Regions from separate parts of the Mus musculus genome. Here regions 1 and 2 are each linked to region 3. A link is a contact called in public Hi-C data. All regions are on one chromosome and are shown on one strand. Each heading gives the region's core, a stretch centred on a gene start, on an enhancer-like site or on the middle of the called end of the contact. The rest is flanking DNA. Distances are from core to core; before and after follow the strand shown. Region 1 holds the start of Rpp25l (ribonuclease P/MRP 25 subunit-like). Region 2 holds the start of Sigmar1 (sigma non-opioid intracellular receptor 1). Region 3 holds the start of Glipr2 (GLI pathogenesis-related 2).

Region 1 (3,071 bases), core at 128-2,627, 2.2 Mb before region 3:
CCACGCCAGTCTTTTTAACAGTTCCACCCCACATTCCGGAGGGGAGGGGCAAGTTCGGTAGACTTAAGCCTTGCCGGCACAAGCTCTTCTTAGAGAAGGCACAGATATTCAGGTCTAGAGAACAGTCAGGCGCAGCAGATCTTCAGGACCGGGTGTCCCGAGCCCTCCTTCGGGGTCTGGGGCCACAGCTGGGACTAGGTATGGAACCCAGGCCAGGAGGTGCACCTGGGGGTTGGTAGCCACATTCACTGGGGTCCAAGGGGTCCCGACTAAGCAGTACCCACACCGCAGGCACGTGGCGTCGGACTGTGAGGGGGTCTAGTCCCGTGTCTGGTGAAGTTGGGACCCAGCTGTCCTCCGTTTGCAGGAAGCGGAGCTTGGTGAGCTGGTGTAGGCCCGGAACCCGCCTTTTGACAATCTCTGCACAGCTGACAGCCTTTCCAGCAGCCCGGCCAGAGCCTGAGAACACCACGTGCCTGGTGCTTCCCCCTTCCAAACGACCCAGCGCCAGCCCTAGCAGGTTTCGGATTTTGCTCCCATCTCGGACTCGCATTTCCAGAGTGTCAGGAGGTAGCTGGGGCATTGGTGATGAGGCTGGAAGCTCTACAGAGCCGGCCCTCCGGTACTGTTCCATTCTGCCCTCGCGACGTTGGTGGGTCTCTCTCTGGATATGCACTGCGGGTAAGAGTCAGATGAGTGGCGGGAACATGACCAGGTCCATCCTCCATCACTCCCTCCAGATTATCGCCTTGTTCCTCACCCCAGCGTCTCAAGGCTGGGGCCAAGAATTATCGAGTCCTTAGACCCCTTTCTAAATACATCCACGAGTTTCTAACACGGGCAAGACCAAATTCCCCCAAACCAGGCTCTCTGGTGGGTAGGCCTGTACTTCTTTATGATCTCAAGCTCCTGGGGGCTAGGTCCCAGACCCCTCGCCCACAACTTGCCAAGAACAGGCGGGCTCTCCTCACAAGGCTGCAAGGACTGGGACAAGGCTCCCTTACTTTGTGCTTCCAGAGACTCTTGGCTCCAAACTCCCTGGGGCACAGCCACGAGGCCTCACTCCCCAAGAAAGTACTCCCCAAAGAAAGAATCGACCCTGCCTACGAGCACGGGGTGCATGGGGGCAGAGAAGACCTCACCCCCACATTAATAGAGTAGGCTGGCTTGAACAGGGCCACTCGGGAACTCGACCGGAGAGCTGCTTCGGACCACTCGTGAGCGGTTGGCGGGCTCCCCAATCGTGGGCCGCTGTTTCAGGCAGCAGGCATTTCCCCTTTCCCCAGCTCTGAGTCCCCATCTCCTGGGATTTGGCTCTTACCACGGTCGCCAGTAGACGCTCGACCCTCACGGAGTAGCCAAGATGGCGCGCAGACCGGGAGCGCGCGGAGCCGCGGGGCCGCGCACGCAGGGGGCGGGGCCTGAGAGAAACCCGGGCTGCTGTTCGCCTGTGATGGTGGCATCTGGCCGGCCTCCAGCGGTCGGCGCGTTGATCCCGGAGCACCCCGCTACCTGCAGAGGGCCCACCCGGGAAAGGAACGGCTATCGGAGGAGTCTTGCGCCCGAAGAACGCAGATTTGTGCCTTTAAAAGATGGACGGCATGCGTCACCTGCTGACACACCGGAGCAGCGAAAGCGAAGCCCCTGGTGGATAAAAGCAGGTGAGACTCTTATTTACGGAGTCCTGAGCTTTCTTCTCATCCTGGGACACTGGACGACCCCGGCGGTTTTCAGGAGGATCTAAGCGAGTGCATAACTCATTGGCTGAGAGGATTGGTGTATAAGCTGGGTGGATCCGGTAGTCGGGGCAACAGCTACTGGTGACCCTGGAAGGGGCTGTACTCAACATCACCGTAGCGCTTCGGCCACGGGGGCGTGCCCACAGAGCCTAGTTCAGTATCCAGAGTAAAATAGGCCCTCCAATATTTGTCCGATGATATGCTAACCACAGAAACAGCAAGAATTGAGGATGGTAGAAACTTGATAGAAAACTTGGATGAAGTCGGGCAGTGGTGGCTCACGCCTTTAATCCCAGCACTTGGGAGGCAGAAGCAGGTGGATTTCTGAGTTCGAGGCCAGCCTGGTCTACAGAGTGAGTTCCAGGACAGCCAGGGCTACACAGAGAAACCCTGTCTCGAAAAGCTCAAAAAAAAAGAGAGAGAGAAAACTCTGATGAAGTTTTGGGGAAGAACGGGCGACTCTTCCGGTAGAATAGTCTAGGGTAAATGCTAGTTTCAGATCAGTTTGGACACGCTGCATTTGAGATGCTGACAACTCCACAGGTTGGGTGCCATACAGGCACTTGAAGGCGCCAAGGCACTCCCTCAGACCACAAGAGGGCAGCATACATTTGGTGGAGCGCGTTGCTTTATAGCTGTTTCTCCCTGCTTTCTCTCCCCCATTCCTAAAATTTCCTACATCCAAACCTCTTGGGCTCCTTCTCTGGCTACTGGTATAATGTAGACACAAGGCTGTGCTGCCTTGGTTCTGAACGTCCCTGCCTGCTCCTCCATGACCATCTGACATGTGGGCCCACCTGGTCTTCCCCAAACCCTGTGAGGTATAGGCGTCCCTCCTGTGCCCTCCTTACCATAGGATGATATTTAGAGGGTAATTGGCAAGTATGGGGTAAATAAATATACAATGCCCCACTGTATCAGTCAAATGATGTAAGAACTCTTTATCTCTCCGCAAACCAGATCAGGAGTATAGCTCCTGGCCCCACCCCAAGGGGTTGACAGCTCTCCCCTTCACCTCCCAAATCCTCACAGCTGAGCCCGTCTTACATCAGCAGGCCAACAGGCTCCTTTAGTGGTCGTTCAAGTTTATTGTCACTGGAATAAATACATTGACAGGGAGTACAGATCATGACTCTAAGGTCAACCTGACCCTGACCTCAGAGCCGCCAGTCGAACACAGACAGGTAGTATCTGAATTCAGAGATGAAGCTGTCTCTGCCTTATAGAGACAGGTTGGTGCGAGGCCCTCGAGCCGCCTGCCTTCCCCTGGTGGGGACGTGGGGAGTGGCTGTCATTCCTCTGCTGGCTTCACTTGCTTGGCAGCCTCTAGCT
Region 2 (2,938 bases), core at 198-2,697, 2.2 Mb before region 3:
GAGAAATGCGCCTGTTCAGTCACAAAGTGTGATGCTTAACCTTACACCAGCAAGCCCACGCCTTTTTTTCTTTTAAACAGATTCAGAGGTACATTAAAAAAACACCACCAGGAGTTTGCTAGCCAGATGGCTCAGCTGTGCCCTGGCTCCTACTCCAGAGGACCCAGGTTCACTTCCCAGCACCCACATGAAGGCTCACAACAGTCTATAACTTCAGTCTCTGGGATCAGATGCCCTCTTCTGGCCTTTAAGGCACCAGGCAGTTAAGGGGTTGGTGTGTGTAAGCAAAACCCAGACGCATAAAAACAAACAATAACAAAAATACAAAAACCCCAAACTGCCACTCTAGTTTAAGGAAACAAATGCCTGTCTTAACTTTTGGGTATAACCCAGATAATTGCTGGGTTAAACAGGCTGATAAAAAAAATCAAGTTCTCTATGACTGGAAACTGCCGTGTTCTGTTTCCCTTAACAGTCGAAAGCATCAGGGTTCCTAGCTCGACCCTAACGAAACACCTGTGGCTTACCAGGGAGGGAAGGAAGGAAATCACTGGTAGGCCTTCTAAACACGCCCTTTCCAAGTCTTATGCCCGTCCCTATCTAGAGGGCGCCCCCTCGGACAGAACTTCCCTACGCACCTGGGTAGAAGACCTCACTTTTCGTGGTGCCCTCTTTCCATTGGTGGAAGGTGCCAGAGATGATGGTGTCAGAAATCTCAGCCCAGTATCGTCCTGATTGACAGTAAAATAGACACCGACCATCAGGGAATCCTTGTCAATACACGGCCCAGCCAAACCTTGGAATGGAGGGCACCGGCCCTCGAACAGTCCCAGCCTCCCAATCCGACCCACCGCCAACACTGACCCGAATGGCCATGGGAGCCCAGGGCGGTGCCGAAGAGCAGCACGTACTCAGACAGCGAGGCGTGCAGAATACACATGGCGCCCATCCAGCCGCCCGCGTTCACAAATACCCACTGCAGCTCCTCATCCGGCAGCACGTGGCCTGGGTGCAGCCTCCGCAGCTCCACGATCAGCCGAGAGAAGGCAAGCTCATGGTCCAGCCCTGGTGCAAAAAGGAGAAGCGCGGGTGAGACCAGCCCGCGGTCTGAGCTTGGCGAGGACCAGCCCTCGGAAAGCGCGGCTCCGCTCCGTGTCGGCCCACCCCACTCTCCGCCCTCACCGGCTCACCCGCATACTGTCGAGCAAGCTGCGCTATTTCTTCTCTAGAGAAGACGAAGTTTTGAGTGCCCAGCCACAACCAGGCGGCCTGGATCAGCACTGCGATAATAGTCAGAATCAGGGTGATCCATGCCCACCGCCGTCCCGCGGCCCACGGCATTCTAGCGGGCAGCCTGGCACCACCAACGTAAGACCGAACTAGGGCCACAGGCTGTGGGTTCACGACTCAAAAGCCGCTGCCTACGGTCGCCCCCGCCACCGTGGTACGGCTCGCCGGGGCCAATCGGAACGTCCGGGTCACCTAGCACCGCCTCTGGATTGAACCATTTTCTAGAGGGGAGAGCGTAGGGTTTAGTGGCTTGGTCTGCAAGAGAGGTGAGAGGCGGGGCCTCGCCTCCTGGCTGCCACCCTGTTGGGTTCAATCTTGGTGTCCCCAAGCGGGGAGACCCAGAATGGATTGGCCCACCTGAGCTAGCGAGCCCAGAAGTAGAGCTTTCTAGGTCTGCTAGCACAGAAGCAGGTTGAAGATAGTGCCACTGGGAACCTTAGGAAAGAAGCGGTGATATCTGAAGTGTCCATGAGAGAGAGAGAGAGTCAATGGGAACTATTCCAGGAGTCAAAGAGCAGAGGAGTGTGAGACAGCATACATGCATTTATGTATATATGTATGTGTACATATATTTGTAATATTTTAGACAACTTTAGCTAGCCTATAGACTAGGATAGCCTCGATCGATGCCTCTCCAATACTGGGATCAGGGGCGCGCACCACCATGCATGTTTAGCTTAGTGTTTTCTCCGATCCTATGATTCATTCTATGTTCTGAAGCACAAAAGTGTGAAAGACCTTGAAAACCAATAGATTTGTCCACTGGGGAGCTATGGGATTCGATGTTGACACAGAATGATTCTGGGCTAAATAGAGGAGGGGAGCAAAATTGGACTAAGATCTAAGACAGAGAGCCCATATGTGTCAGCATTTAAGAGTATGCATTGATAGCTTTATCTGTAACATAGACTAAATTAAAAAGTATCTGCTTCGTAGCCCATACCTTCATTATGATTAACATTAAATGAATTAATTTTTTAAAGTAATTAGTGCCTGGCACATGGTTAGGATTATACATGTTAGTTAGAAAAAGACAATGTAAGACATGTATTGCTTGTAATTCTAGAACGTGGGAAGGCACCAAGATCAGTTCAAGGTCACCATAGCAAAAGTCAGCAGAGGCCTCAGGAAACCATGTCTAAAGCAACAACAAGAACAACAGCCAAACCCATAAAGGAGCTAGAACACAAAGAACTGATGGAATGAAATCCATCAGGCAAATATAAGGGAGGGGTTCACGAAACATGGGGAATGGCTTTTCATGGCATTTTTATGTGGCAGAGACATTTCTTTTTGCTTTTTTTTTTGGTTGTTTTGTTTTGTTTTGTTTTGTTTTGTTTTGAGACAGGGTTTCTCTGTATAGCCCTGGCTGTCCTGGAACTCACTTTGTAGACCAGGCTGGCCTTGAACTCAGAAATCTGCCTGCTTCTGCCTTCTGAGTGCTGGGATTAAAGGTGTGCGCCACCATGCCCGGCTTTCCTTTTGCTCTTGAGCGACCAAAATACATTCTATAATCTCTGTATATGGGGCCATGTACCAGGTGGTTTTATTCCAGATAATAAAATGGAAACAGAAATGCTGTAAGACATTTTCAGGTCTAGTTTCTAAAAATATGTGAAATCTTGAGGCTGGAGAGATGCCTCCGTGG
Region 3 (3,048 bases), core at 365-2,864:
TTTGGCACACTACCTGCATGCAGCTGGCAAAACCGGTGGACAGAGCACACGGCACACCAACCATAAACTGTACTGCCCAGAGGCAGGAATTTAGCCTAGCCAGATCTCCAGCCTGCTCACTCACCTTCTGGTGACACTTCTGTACATGGTGTACGTATGCCTGATGCTTGTCCTCTGCACGCAGTAGGCGGTTCCTCTGTGCTCAGCTGTCTCCTTAGGGCCTTGCAGTTCTGGTTCCTCTGAAATAGCTTTCTAGAGATTCTAGGTGTGACAGGGACTTTTCCTGGGTCATTTGACTATTTCCATCGGAATTTGTCGGCAAAATGGAACAGAGAATTGAACAGAGTCAGAATCCCAACCCAGCACTAAAAGCTCGTTTAAGTCAGATGAGTACCAGTATCCACTCTACTCCTGCTTGGAAGTGCTAGGATGTGGGAAGTGTATTTGCTGGCCATGGAGAGAGGGAATGGCTGGGGGGTGGGCGTGGGCGGGCGTGCATTTAGCTCTGCGCTAACCTACTGGATACATCTGAGCTCCGTGCTGCAGGGTCTGGCCAGGTGTGGTGGTACAGACCTGACCTACAATGGGAGGTACACCGAGACTCCATCTGACAAACAATAACCTAAAAGTAAAATACATTTAAATTCATAGAAATAGGTACTGCTGGGGGTGTCTGTGGTCACAGCACTAGGGAGGTAGAAGCAGGAAGATCAGAACTTTAAAATCATTCTCGGCTATGTAGGGCACAAAGGTAAAGTCTCACTGTTTAGACCAGGCCAATCTTAACTCACAGAGATCTGCGTGCTTCTGTTTCCCAAGTGCTAAGAATAAAGGCATGAGCCACCATGTCTGGCCCAAATAAATGTATCTTTTAAATATATATGTATCCAGGGAGGGGGAGGCAAAGTGTCCTTGTAATCTGTGAATCATTAACTTTTTATGGTGAGAAAAATGTGTTTTGAATTAACCAGGGGGTCTCGGTTTAGATGACGCCAACATGTGGGGGTGCTGGATCCAAACTCAGGTGGGGAATTTGGGTTGGTCTCAAAGGCAGTGGGGTTCAAGAGGATAGGTCCAAGTCGGGCAGCGGCACCACCCTGGGGCGGTTGGAGTTGGAGGGCCGGAAAGTGTTCAGTTACAACCTGGGGATGCATAGCGGGACAGGGTCCTAAGAAGCTGCGATTGGAGCATGGTGTCACTGGGAAGGGGAAGCAGAACTTTGGGGATCTGGGAGGGGGTGGTGTTGCCAAAGACTGAGTCTGGGAGGTTACCGACCCCTGGTGGCGCCGGAGGGAACCGTACCTCACCAGGCCTTCTCCAGGCGTCGGTCGCGCGGGAACCGTGGGGAACTACAGGGAAGGCGTGGACGCCCCTAGGTCTTGCGCGCGCACTTGCTGCTCTAGGAGACAAGGCACGCTCAGAATCAGCATTCGTATCCACATCTGGACCGCCCTAGCCAGCGGCGGAATCCCACCCGGCCAAATGAATTCTAGGGGTGGCCCCCTGCGCCTCCGCCTGCAGCTGCCTTTGCCTTATAAGGCGGGGCCGGGCGGCGCCGGGGGAGTGGCTGTGGCCGCCCCTGCCCCTCCCGGCCCCGGCCAGCTGCTGGGACCCCGCTAGCCAGCGCAGCGCAACGCAGCCGCAGCGGAGCGGAGGAGCGCACACAGCAGGCCATGGGCAAATCAGGTGAGCCACCCATACGGCCCTCCGGGGAGCGGGGATGACGCCTAGACCCTCGCCGTCACCCTGCCCCATCTGGAGCATGATCCCCTGGGAGCCCCTGGAAAGTCCCTGTCACTCTCGCTGCAATGCGGGATCCCTGGGTGCGGGATGGAGAGCGCGCATAGCAAAGTTCCGAGGAGCGGCTGTTTCTGGTTCAACCAGGGGGTGGGGTGGGTGGCGCGGAGGTAGCGGTAAGAACACCGGCTAGGAGAGAAAGAATGAGGGGAATGAGATGGAGGGTCCCTTTGGCTGCGAGCCAGGGATTGCGTCAGCGAGGGTTTCTAAGCGCTGATGGGGATAGCTGAGCCTGCCTAGGCGTGGCTATGCTTTGTCCAGAGGAAGACAAAGTTACAGTGGGAAAAAGACACCAAACCGTGGCAGCATCCCAGGCTGCGAAGCAACTAGTCTGGTTCCACCCAACTAAAGGCAGCTCTGAGACTCCTTTTCGTCTCCTTCTCGCTCACCTCCTGAGGCCCCTCCGTGCCAGGCTGGGTGCTGTGCAGAGCTACTTCCCCTGTGATCTCTGCCCTGCTGCCGCCCACCCTCACTCCTGTGGCTGTAAAGTTTACGTTTCTGAAAAGCCGTTTTCCTGTCGCTCCTTGTTTTTGTCACCTTCCACCCCATTGTCGGCTCTCTGGCCACTGACAGCACCCCCTCTGCCACACAGCTGCGCTGGCTGGCAGGCAGGCACTCAGGTCCTTTCCCCTCCGTGTCCCGGTCCAGTCTTCACTACTCCCATCATCCAGCCTGAAACCCTTCCCATCCTTCTGTGTTCAACTCCTGTGATAGCAGGGGGTCCCATCCATAATCTCTCCCTCCTCCTTCAGAGGGACAGCCCACACCCTGTGTCATTTGTTGTCACTCCTGCATAGATAAGGGACAGGTGGGCAATAGATCTTCTTGCCTCAGTTTCCTCCCTCGTGGGCATCAAGGCTTCCTATTTATTAGAATATCATCCGTGCCTCATGGGAGGCTCTAAAGCAGAGGCTCTCGACTTTGCTGATGCTACAACCCTTTAATTCAGTCCCTCACCTTCTGGCGACCCGCCTTCCACCATAAAATTACATTGTTGCTACTTCATAACTGTAATTTTGATATTATGATTCGGAATATAAATACTATATGATGTGTGGCCCCCCGGGGGGGGCAGTCACCAACCCCAGGGGGTCGCAGCCCACAGGTTGACAACTACTCAGTGGAGTCAGTGGGCTGTCAGCCTCAGGTGAGGATGGCTGAGTCCCTTCATGGAGCTGTCTATCCTCCAGGACCTAGACTCAAGAGATACATGGGGTGTGTGGTCTTTTGTGACCTGGTCCTAACTTGCTT

Evidence for each region. A called contact is a pair of places that touch in the nucleus more often than the background predicts.
Region 1: a Hi-C map of B cells shows a contact between it and region 3, with 5 read pairs. The contact joins the promoter of Rpp25l here to the promoter of Glipr2 in region 3.
Region 2: a Hi-C map of B cells shows a contact between it and region 3, with 7 read pairs. The contact joins the promoter of Sigmar1 here to the promoter of Glipr2 in region 3. A contact is called at or near these places in 1 of 39 promoter capture datasets (the C10 cell line) and 1 of 484 Hi-C or Micro-C datasets (B cells).

Annotation. Positions count from the first base shown.
Region 1 is chr4:41,712,140-41,715,210 of GRCm38.p6, forward strand. Rpp25l (ribonuclease P/MRP 25 subunit-like) reads right to left here and starts at 1,378. Exons shown (of 2, transcript NM_027278.3): 1 at 1,322-1,378; 2 at 1-675. The coding sequence starts at 634. The coding sequence ends at 143. It overlaps Dctn3 (dynactin 3), which reads right to left. Exons shown (of 7, transcript NM_016890.4): 7 at 2,659-3,071. The coding sequence ends at 3,031.
Region 2 is chr4:41,739,912-41,742,849 of GRCm38.p6, forward strand. Sigmar1 (sigma non-opioid intracellular receptor 1) reads right to left here and starts at 1,448. Exons shown (of 4, transcript NM_011014.3): 1 at 1,191-1,448; 2 at 865-1,065; 3 at 639-731. The coding sequence starts at 1,341.
Region 3 is chr4:43,956,088-43,959,135 of GRCm38.p6, forward strand. It overlaps Glipr2 (GLI pathogenesis-related 2), which reads left to right and starts at 1,615. Exons shown (of 5, transcript NM_027450.3): 1 at 1,615-1,686. The coding sequence starts at 1,674. It overlaps Gm30377 (a long non-coding RNA gene), which reads right to left. Exons shown (of 4, transcript XR_881223.2): 2 at 1,303-1,399; 3 at 125-296.